Regions from separate parts of the Mus musculus genome. Here region 2 is linked to region 1. The links are chromatin contacts, called in public HiChIP or PLAC-seq maps. All regions are on one chromosome and are shown on one strand. Each heading gives the region's core, a stretch centred on a gene start, on an enhancer-like site or on the middle of the called end of the contact. The rest is flanking DNA. Distances are from core to core; before and after follow the strand shown. Region 1 holds the start of Plcl2 (phospholipase C-like 2). Region 2 overlaps Plcl2 (phospholipase C-like 2).

Region 1 (5,630 bases), core at 2,145-4,644:
TGATGTAATCTGGAACTTCCGTTAAGTGTTCCATACTTTCTGCTCCACTTATCTCCCACAGTAAGCATTCCTGGAGCAGTCAAATAGGAAGGCCTGAAGTTAAACTGCATCTTCAGAGAAACATAGGAGGTAAGATGAGAGTAGGTTTGGGGGATATAAAAAAAACTATCAGAATACAGTGAGGAGAGAAGCTTGTGGAGGCCAAGTGCTCAGTGAGTCAGAGAAATCTGGACTCGTAATATTAGAGCCTGTGAAGTGGAAACCAGATCCGAATTCATGACCCACAGCGGTGTAAGTGACAGGGAGAAGTCTGTAAACAGCATCAGGGTTATTCAGGGAGACCGAGAGTTTATTATGGACCTGGGACCCTAAATAGCTCACGTCCTAGGTCTCAAATTAATAATGCAAACAAATGGAAGACAGTTTGGTGAAGAATGACAATGATTAACAGCTGAGGTGATTGAAATGTGAGGAAGTCCCAAGAGAGTCAAAGTTACGCATTGCCAGAACACTAGCGTGAGATTATAAAGCTATCTGTTGACTTTAAATCCAACCATTACTATATAGATGCCATAGGCTGGCACCAACACAGAAGAGTTATCCAGAAAAAACATTTTATCAACGGCCTTTTATTGCTTTGCTCTGAAAATTAGTTGAAAGGAAATGCTACACAGTATTTGTTGAATGACTCTATTTTGGCTCCTTTTCTAACTCTAACTTCTATGAATTTTACAATGCCATGAAAACACTTCAGCAAGGATTTTGGCATACTATTTACAATTTCTTGAATACCATTGCTCACGGAACAGGAGCGATGGAAAACAATCACTTAGTAACCGAAGAGGCACAGTCGGGAAGGAGGAGAAATAATTGCCTACCGCCCTGTTCGTGCCGAAGAAAAACTCTTCCTTCACTGAGCTTAAGAAACAGGTTGGGAGCCAAGAATTGCATGTCACAGGAACATGCCTCTTCCTGTCACCATATCAAGGTACCTAACGGTTGGCCGTTTGTGGAGCCAATATCTTTCTACCACATGTGTGACCAGGAGCTTGTGGGAGACAAGTAGTTAGGTCAGGGATGAATCGGAACCTGGCACGGGCCTTGGGCGTCTGCCATCATTAGTTACAGATCTGCCAAAATGCTTTGGGGAACGTTTTAATTTAAATGCCAAGTTTATTTCAACGAAATCTCCCTGATATGATCTGTTGGGAATCTAGAATGAAATAGACAGGTGTTCATTTTGAAGGGCATTTGTGAATTAGTTCTGTAAACAACAACCAAACAACCAAACAAAACAACAACCCATTCTGGGTGTTTGACCCTCAGGGTGCCCCTACTTAGCTCAGAACTCTCCAGGAAAGAGCTGAAGAATCTTTGTTAGCTACATCATTTTTTCTTTTGCTACTGTCATGTAAATGTAGAGGATTAGCGTCTACTACAAGAGGGGCAGGATCCTCCTGTGATGACTGAAAACATCAGAATTAGAGAACTTCTACAGGAAGACCCCTGCATTCTATCCTCTCTAACATACTCAAACACAATTATGACTATCAATCTAATAAAGCAAATGAAAAGCTGATTTGAAAGTATTTTTCTGTGAAACTGTCAGAAGACCAAAAATATATTTTGAGGCTAAACTAGGAAGGAGTTAATATGGAGGGGTGAGGCTAAAAAAAGAATTAAAATGTCATCTATCCATAAGAAAACATTTGTTAGTGGGTAGGCCCTATTTGACTTGCCCAGATGTTTACAAAAGCGTGCCAAGGGGATCAGAAGAATTAAAACACCCCAAGAATAACGAAAGGATTTTGATGTCGCATTTGAGGAAAGGGTGGACATGTTTATGAATGTAAAGCTCGTTTCCTTAGAGGCTCCTTGGCAATTTGCTACCATATTATGGTAACGAGGGCAAGGTCTCTAAGTTCTGTCCCAGGGGACTCTCAGGTACTCCTGGCCCAGGGAAAGTGCCTTTCCAGAAGATGAAATACAGTGAGAGAAAAACTGGGAAGCCAGAACCAGGCATGAAACTGGACCTCAGGGTGGCTGGGTTGGGGAGGTGGGTGGAGCCTCTGGTACCACACAGTGCACTCGTCCTGCTCTTCTGCCAATGGCTCTGCCAGGCTACACAGTGGCCCTGCGTTCTTCCTTGGCTCCAGGAATGGAGGTTTAAGGAAAGTATTTGCATATGAGAGCGACATGTTAATCATTGATTTTTGATCCTGTCCCAAACGATGGTCCTGATTTGGATGGTACCCACTAGGGGTTGAACAAGCAAGTCTCTCTAGTGTCAGGTTTAGGAAAGACACAGACTACAATGATAAACCTCCGTGGGACAACCCAGAGGCACCAAATAAACTCTGCGGAGGTCTTCTGTCTCTCAACGCCTGCCAGCCATGCCATCCCTACCCCAGATCCTGGCAACCTGTCGTGCTCATTGAGTTTAGCAGCCCAAGGACACGCAAGAGGATTGGTTTCTGTATGGGAAATGGGTTTGCTCCACTGAGGAAGCCCAGGGGGAGCAGGGTGGGAAGGGAGCGGGTTCCGAATGAAGGGCTGGAGCTGGACGCGAGGTGCAGCGGCCAAGACCACAGCCCCAGGACCCTCAGCTCGCCCGCGGCCTGCGGGTTCGCTGTCCCCCTCGGGATGCCTTCAGGTGACTGACAGCTGGCTGTGGCGTGCGCCTCGCTGAGCCGGCCTAGGAGAGCGACCACAACCGCAACGCCCGTGCCCGGAGCCCGGACGGGTCCCCTCGGCCTGTAGGGGGCAGCGCGAAGCCCGGGAGGCGATGGCCGCGGGTAAGTGGCGGTGGGCCCGGGGGCCATCAGAAGCCGCCCTGGGCCTCGGCTGAGCCCTGAAGGTGTGGGGGGGGGGGGGGAGACTGACGGGCCTGGGCGGAGCCGGGAACCCCGGAGCCCCGCGCGCCGCGCCTCCGCGTGTCGCCAGCGCCGCGGAGTGGGCGCACGTGTCCCTCGCGCCCCGCCGCCGCGAGCTCGTCGGTGAGCGCGGGGCCGGAGGGGACGCGGCGCTCGTCGGTGAGCGCGGGGCCGGAGGGGACGCGGCGCGCGGCGGTGGGCGCTGGCGCGCGCGCGTTATTTTTGGCGCCCGCAGCGGCGCGTGTGCCGGGGCGTGTTTTCCTTCCCCAGGTGCCGGCAGCGGGGGCGCCGCCGCCCAAGCTGACTCCTCTCTCCTCTCTCTCTCCCCGACCCCGGCAGGACCCCAGAGGTAATTCCGCCTGCACGACGTCCTTCGCGCCGGAGGCGAGCTCGCTGCACGCGCCACATCCCAACCAAAAAGAGAAAGAAAAAAAAAAAAAAGAAAAAAAAAGAAAAGAAAAAGCGGAAGAAGCGGCCGAGGCGGCGGCGGCGGCGAGGAGGAGGGGCCGCGCGCAGCGGCCCGAGGCGGCGGCGGCGGGGACGCGGGGACGCGGCTTTGTGCAGGCGGGTCGTGGGGCGCCCATGGCGGAGTGTGGCCGGGGCGCCGCAGGAGGGGCCCTGCCCACCTCCCCGAGCCCGGCCCTAGGCGCCAAGGGCGCCCTGAAAGCCGGAGCCGGGGAAGGCGGAGGTGGTGGCGGGGGAGGTCGCCTCGGCCACGGGCGGGCGCGCTATGACAGCGGCGGGGTTTCCAACGGAGACTGCAGCCTCGGCGTGTCCGGGGACGAAGCCCGGACCAGCCCTGGCAGGGGACCTCTAGGCGTGGCGCTCGCGCGGACCCCTAGCCCAGCTGCCGGTCCGGTCCCCAGGGACAGCAAACCGGGCGGCCTGCCCCGCCGGAGCAGCATCATCAAGGTAAGTAGGAGACCCGCGCGCGTCCTTGGGCTCGCTTTCCCCGCCCCGGAGAAGCTGTGGCGGAAGGAGGCGATGCAAAATGAGCCCACTGCGAAGGGGAAGCCAGGGTGTAGGGGTGTTTGGAGTGCTGGAGCAGGGATTGGAAAGCTGATGGCATTGGGAAAGAATGGAGAGGTGATCTGAGTGTGCAGGAGTGCTGTGCTCTGACATCCCCAGAGCAACTTGGGGCTGTCACCTCTCTCCAGATTGACTTGGAATTAAATGGCCTTGTACCTGCCTGGGTAGGACAGGCTTTTCAGAGGCAGCTTAGCATGGTGGCACACTCCCTGTAAGGTTTCTATTGTATTTTAAAGGACAGGGATCATGTGAAAATATTTTCTCAAAACCCCAGGCAATGAACATATATTATTTAATAGATTTCTTCTAATCTACTGGGTAATTGGTTGCCCCTTGCAAGTGATTGTATTTGGGGAATGTAAATACCTCTCCTTCAGTTACTCGGAGAAAGGGAACATAAACACAGATTTCCTCTTTTTTAGCCTCAAAAGCTCTGAGAGAATACAGTTCCGCACAATTTAATTCTTTCCTAGCTGCTATAAGCAGGCCTCTCCAAATTAGCAAGTTTCTTTGGAATGGTTTTTGCTTGTTTTTGTTTTTGTTTGTTTTGTTTTTCATGGTGCTATTTAGAAAGCCACCAGTTGTTTTGTGAATTTTAAATTTCAAGAGGTGACATTAAGAGTTTATGGTGGCTTCCTTCAAACATTGCAGTGTAGTTGCAACATAAAAATATTTCTTGTGACTCGAAGTGAAAAGAGAAAGTTGATAAGCTACGAAAAGTAGAACCTTGAGCCAGATCAGCCCATTTGGCTTGTTCAAATATGGAGCAAATATGGAATGTTGCTTTTTGAGACATGAAGGAGTTTTTAGGACAGGCCAGTGAGTACTGTCTGGTGCTAACTCATCCTGTTTGTGGCTGACAACCCTTAGGAGACAGGTCAGAATGTGCCAACAGCACAGAGTTGACACTGGTGGTATTTGAAATTCAGAAATGCTCAAGTACTGTGAAGGTGCCTCTGGGTTATCATCATCTGCAGCCATCTAGTGTAACAGACCACTTTGGTGCTGTGTAAGAGGCTGTTGTGAAACTGCATCTAGCCTTGTCATCTGCTTGCTCAGGTTTTGTGTGGACAGGGCACAGTTGAAGGGCTTAAAGATCAAGTGCATTGCCTGTCTCTAAAGATCAAGTGTATGGTCTAACTTTTAAACCAAGAAAAGCGGTGTCCGTTTTTTCCTGCTTGTGTAGCTCTTAGTGATGGATATATCTTCTCCTTCTAGTATGTGGTTTGTTTCCAGGAAAGTTGTCTTCGAGTATATATGATTATTGATCCTATTTGCAGAGCTATGCAACATTCCTGTTTTTATTGGTTAAATATTTGTGGTGAATTTGCATTGTGATATTAATAACACCTTATGTGAAAGTTTTAGATAATATACCGGTTTATGTAATTTTAACAACCTTTCCCCTCAAGGATTTTTTTTGGTGGCCAGTTTTCACATTTAAAAGGCCATGCTTCACAGAGAAGGACAGTAACAGCAGTAGGGTTGTTCCCTGTGACAGTTGTGAGAGCCAGGAAAGAAGTGCGGCTTGCCTATTTGTGACTTACAGAGTCAAGACTGACCATTCCTGTAAAGGCACATGGAAAAAATGGTGAATTTTTCAGAAATAACAAGTTGAGGAATGGTGGTGCTGCTTACTTTGAACTCTGAGTTTCAAAGTTATGTTTCATCTTTCTCTATTCCTCAACGAAGCCAATTAACTTTTTATCCACCATTACATCCCTAGAT
Region 2 (5,630 bases), core at 1,289-3,788, 61 kb after region 1:
ATGAGTCCTTATTACATGTTGGAGCATCTTCTTGGTATATGCCCAGGAGTGGTATAGATAGGTCCTCAGGAAGTACTATGTCCAATTTTCTGAGGAACCTCCAGACTGATTTCCAGAGTGGTTGTACCAGCTTTGCAATCCCACCACTAATGGAATAGATTTCCTCTTTCTCCACATCCTCGCCAGCATCTGCTGTCACCTGAGTTCTTGATCTTAGCCATTGTGATTGGTATGAGGTGGAATCTCAGGGTTGTTTTGATTTGCATTTCCCTGAAAATTTTGACTCTTTTGTTTGTTTTTTGAGACAGTGTATCACAATGTATATAGCCTTGGCTTGTCTGGCCTCGAACTCACAGTGTTGTCTCTGTCTCAGCTTGGTTGAAGGGTGTGGGCCACCATGCAAAGCCTCTGGCTGAATTTTATATGGTCTTACAAAGCAGGTATTTGTTTTCAGAACAAGAATAGGCTCCTAGAACTCAACATCACTAATTACTTTGGTACATTAAAAATTAATTAGTAATAAATAAATATAATTTTTTAAAAAAGGTTAAATTAGTAAATTGAGATCTGGAGATAGGTTAAGAGGAGACTCAAAGGTCTTCTCTTCTCTTCTCTTCTCTTCTCTTCTCTTCTCTTCTCTTCTCTTCTCTTCTCTTCTCTTCTCTTTTCTCTTGCTTTTGAGACAGGGTTTTTCTGCATAGTCCTGGCTTTTCTGAAATTTATTCTAGACCAGGTTGATTTTGAACTCAGAACTCTGCCTCCTGAGTGCTGGGATTAAAAGCATGCTCAGCTGAGAGGGCTCTTTCTAAAAAGACTGGTCTCTATAGATTCCAAGCCAAAGACAGGAATCATAGGGCAAATCAGTTATAATTATTACACTTAGCTTTTCTGTGTTGGTGTGTATATCAAAGAACAATAAAAGTCTTTCTTAAAATGCCTGCCTGCCCTTCAGACAATGCTGATCATGAGATTCTCTGGTTGTGACATTTTGCAAACATTTAGCTTATTCAAATGAAGCACCCCACCTGTCATAGAAATTTGGAAGATCAAAACCTCTATTTGACTATGTACTGTAATCGCTGTGGGTTGCATACTTAGACTAGAAATTGGGGTATACTTCTTCACATGTGGTTTAATTTCCTCCTCATTATTGCTTAGTTTTAAAGATGTTTCCTCTTTGTTAACACTGACAGTATAGATAAAGCGAGTCTGAAGAGCCATGCTCCAGCTTCAGTCTCCCCAGTGAGTGTTATGTGGAGATTTAATTTTGGGTGACAAGTGACAGTTTTACACTGTACCTTTTGATAACATGATAGAAATATTATGTAAGTTTGAAAGATAATGGTTTATGCATGCTCTGTTGTTCCATGTTAAAATGTACTTGTCTTGCATAATATTTAGCACCACTTTTCAGTCCAAATTGTGTTAATTCATTGTTAACTGTATTTTTACTCATTGCTTAAGTGGTGAATTATAGAAAGTCTTTTGCCAAAACAGAGAACCTTGCTTACACTGGACAATTAATCATGTGTAGATCTGTTTTTTAAAAGCTTTAATGGCTTTATAACACTTTTGGATAATTGGGTAGGATAAATGTTTCTGTCCTTTAATGGATTTTAAAAGGCCATAAAATAATACGTGGAATTTAGAACTATAGTCAGTTTCATTTCAGTGATCACTGCCTACAGAAGAAAGAGGAGGCATTCCAAAAACAAACAAACAAACAAACAAACAAACAAACAACTCCTGCCACCCCAAACCCACCAAGCCTTGGAAAGAAATACATGGAGCCTAGCCCCCCCCCCCCCATTTGCTGTTCAGTCTTAAATTTCATCTAGAGTGGGACTGGGCATCTACAGAGACCGACCTGCAATGTGGAAGCCACTGCCTTGAGAAAAAGCAATTCCCCGTGAAAGACTGTGCAGTGCTTTTGTTTGTTTTTAGTTTCATTGGCCCTTGTTGGAATACATTTCTACATAAAACCAAGAATGTATGTGTGTGTGTCTGTGTGTGTGTGTGTGTGTGTGTAGGAATGGGTTTGAGTGGGCAGTGAAGAATCCGAGAGACTTTCCAAGCAGCTGGTTCTGTGTACCTGAAGCTCTGCAGCTGACCCTTTGGCCAGGGTGGGGAGGGTAACATTGGAAAGTGTGGAGGGAGAAGGGGAAGAGGGGAAAAGGTGTGATCATATTTTAATTTCAAAAAATATTTTAAAAATATTCTAGATATTTTAAAGATTCTGATTTTTAGAGCGATTTTTTAAAAATGACTATGGGACTCTTAAAGTTAGACTTTTTTTTATACTTGTTTCAATTTTCTTTTTTTTTTAAAGATTTATTTATTTATTACATGTAAGTACACTGTAGCTGTCTTCAGAAGAGAGCGTCAGATCTCGTTACAGATGGTTGTGAGCCACCATGTGGTTGCTGGGATTTGAACTCTGGACCTTCGGAAGAGCAGTCGGGTGCTCTTACCCACTGAGCCATCTCACCAGCCCAAAGTTAGACTTTTTTTTTTTTTATATTGTGTTCTACACTGTGCATTTCTCATTTTCTCTTTTTCAGTGCAATTCATTAACATCCTGTGTTTTACAATGTGCATTTCACACTATGTTCTACAATGTGCCGGCCTTAAAGTTAGACTTTTTAATGTGACATTTACATTAGGTATTAATTGGGAATAAATAAGAAAGGAAAGGTTATAGTTTATAGTTGTGTGATTGAGTATTTTAAAGTTACACTTTTTTAGTGTTGCCATATTAACATTAAGTATTATATCAATGGAAGTAGCAAAGAGAATAAACAAGAAAGGAAAGGTTAAGGCTTAGTAGTTGTGTGGTTATAGGTCAAGTCGTCAAGAGATCAGTTGTGTTGTTAGGGGCTTTGTTGTGGTGGTTGTTGTTAATTAGGAACAAGTTAGTCATCTTTGAAGCGTGAACCTCAATCGAAAAAAAATCCCTCTGTCAACAGCAGTTTTCAACCTATGGGTTACAACTTTTTGGGGAATTCAAATGAACCTTTCACGGGGCTAGCCTAATAGCATCCAAAACCACAGATATTTGCATGAATTGTAATTCATTACATCAGCAAAACTACAGTAATGAAGTGGAAAGAAAATACTTTTATGGTTGGGGTGGGGGTCACCACAACATGAAGAAGTGTGCTAAAGGTTGCAGCATGTGGAAAGTTGAGTCACTGTTCTATCACATTGGCCTGGAGGCAAGCCTGTGGGGATATTTTCTTGATTAATAATTGATGTTGGAGGGCTCAGACCACTGTGGGCAGTGCCACCTGAACTGGTGATCTTAGATTGTATCAGAAAGCAGAGTGAGCAAGCCATGGGGAGCAAGCCAGTAAGCAGCACTTTCCAGGATCTCAGTTTCAGTTCCTGCCTCCGGGTTTCTGGTTTGTCTGCCTGCCCTTCCTGTTTTGATGATGGACTATGTTTTGTTGATGATGAATTATAAAGTAAAAATAAACTCTTTCCTCCCCAAGTTGCCATACACACACACACACACACACACACACACACACACACACACACACTCAGAGCAGCTCTTGTCTCCCCATCTCTTGTTTTACTTTCCATCACAATACTTTTATCACCCTGCATGCCACACGTGTATCGGTATTGTTTGTGTGAGTGTGTGCTTTCAACTAGTTGTGAATTTTGTTTCCTTCTTTTCTTCCACTTTCAATGAATCCCTCTGTTAACTAAGTTAATGAGTGCAAATGTTTGCCACAAAACTGTATGTTACTTCAGTAATTGGCAAGATTTTAATTATTTTCTCCTTGGCTTTCCTCAGAAAGTTTTTTTTACTCTTTCCTCTTAAGAAATTCAAATCAAAACTTAGTTGCTGACTATGAATAGTTTTCTAGTTATAAAAATCTCTTTCCTGGTCTGGATTGATGGCGCAGAGGTGAAGAGCATTCCTTGATGTTTCAGAGGACCTTAGTTTGAATTCCATCACTCACATAGTGGTTCACAACCATTGGCAACTTTAGTTTCAGGGGATCTGATACTCACTTCTGACCTTCATGGGTACCAAGCGTTTATGTGGTATGCATACATATAGGATACATATAGGATAAACATGCACATGTAAAATGTAATAAATAATTCTAATGAAAATTTTTAAGTAAGGATTCAATTGTTAAAAATTGTTGGGAGAAAATTAATTTGGAGGTTAATCGGCTTATATGATATCAATAGTAGAATTCTTCTTATCACTCTCACAAAATGACTCATGAGTCATTGAGGAGTAGTTGATGGTGGTGAACAAAGAAAACAGTGATGTTTTGCTAGATTAAGGCCTGAATGTGTATAAAATTTTTCACATTATTTCTTTTTTTTATTTATTTTATTTTTTATTTGATATTTTTCTTTATTTACATTTCAAATGTTATACCCTTTCCTGGATTCCCCTCTGAAAAACCTCTACCCCCTCCACCCCCCTGCTCACCAACTCACCCACTCCCACTTCCTGGCCCTGGCATTCCTCTACACTGAGGCATAGAGCCTTTACAGGACCAAGGGCCTCTCCCTGCATTGATGTCTGACTAGGCCATTCTCTGCTACATATGCGGCTGGAGCCATGAGTCCCACCATGTGTGCTCTTTGGTTGGTGGTTTAGTCCCTGGGAGCTCTGGGGGTACTGGTTGGTTCATATTGTTGTTCCTCCTATGGGGCTTCAAACCCCTTCAGTTCCTTGGGTCCTTTCTCTAGCTCCTCCATTGGGGACCCTGTGCTCAGTCCAATGGTTGGCTGTGAGCATCCACTTCTGTATTTGTCAGGCACTCGTAAAGCCTCTCAGGAGACAGCTATAACAGGCTTCTGTCAGTAAGCACTTGTTGGCATCCACAACAGTGTCTGGTGACTGACAGTCTGTAGTTTTTTTTCTCCTTGAACTTGATGATGTATTAGTTGCCTTCATAGATTTTCTGATGTAAAATCAGTTATAATGTAAAATAAACTGTGCTATGTTTGATACTTTGATTGGCCAGCATTTCATTTCAACCTCTTTGAATATTAGTTCACACGTGCAGGTGATTGATGGTTTTCTTTTGTTATTTCATCATTTTTTGTCTTATATATCAGGGTTATGATAAACCATGGATACCAGACAGTCTCTCTTCTACCCATAACTAATGACTTCTGTCTAGACTTAGAGAGTGCTATGAGAAACTATGCTAGACTCGTAAACAAAGCTGGGTACTTTTCTATTTTTTGTATGTTCCTACATTATTTATACAGAATAGAAGTTGCATATTTTTGGAAAATTTGTCATAATTATCCTAAGATGACCTTACCTATGCGCCTTTAAAAGGATTGATATTTCAGAATTATTTAAATGATTTTCTGGGCTGTCTATCAGATGGTGTTCTTACTGAACTAAGTTTGATCATTTTTAATTAGAAGGTATTTGTGATTTTTAAAATGGATTTTATCACAATTTTTATTGTGTATGTGTGTGTGTGTACATGTGTGCTGCAGATCAGAAGACAACTTGACGCTGGTTTCTGTCCCCTGAGTCATTCTGGGTATTGAACGCAAGTCTTCAGCTTGGTTGCAAATGCCCCTATCCAGTGACACATTTCACCATCACTGATAATTACATTTTCCTGGAAAAGAGT

Evidence for each region. HiChIP or PLAC-seq counts read pairs in DNA pulled down with a chosen protein or histone mark.
Region 2: a contact with region 1 is called in a BATF HiChIP or PLAC-seq map of CD8 T cells, with 52 read pairs. The contact joins the enhancer-like site here to the promoter of Plcl2 in region 1. A contact is called at or near these places in 4 of 39 promoter capture datasets (the C10 cell line, liver and pre-B cells), 1 of 15 datasets of contacts at CTCF or cohesin (CD8 T cells), 37 of 484 Hi-C or Micro-C datasets (B cells, CD4 T cells, CD8 T cells and 24 more), 9 of 115 datasets of contacts at active chromatin or transcription factors (CD8 T cells, the HPC-7 cell line, the SCID.adh cell line and 6 more) and 3 of 9 other capture datasets (adipose tissue, liver and pancreatic islet).

Annotation. Positions count from the first base shown.
Region 1 is chr17:50,506,153-50,511,782 of GRCm38.p6, forward strand. It overlaps Plcl2 (phospholipase C-like 2), which reads left to right and starts at 3,395. Exons shown (of 6, transcript NM_013880.3): 1 at 3,395-3,785. The coding sequence starts at 3,456.
Region 2 is chr17:50,567,858-50,573,487 of GRCm38.p6, forward strand. All of the region lies in intron 1 of Plcl2 (phospholipase C-like 2), which reads left to right. Among named protein-coding and RNA genes, the nearest start is that of Plcl2, 61 kb to the left of the region's middle. Within about 2 kb of position 2,539, at least 44 of the 459 cell types and tissues checked have an H3K27ac peak or open chromatin away from gene starts, as enhancers often do. A contact at or near this core is called in B cells, CD8 T cells, CD8 central memory T cells and 11 more, where this site is marked.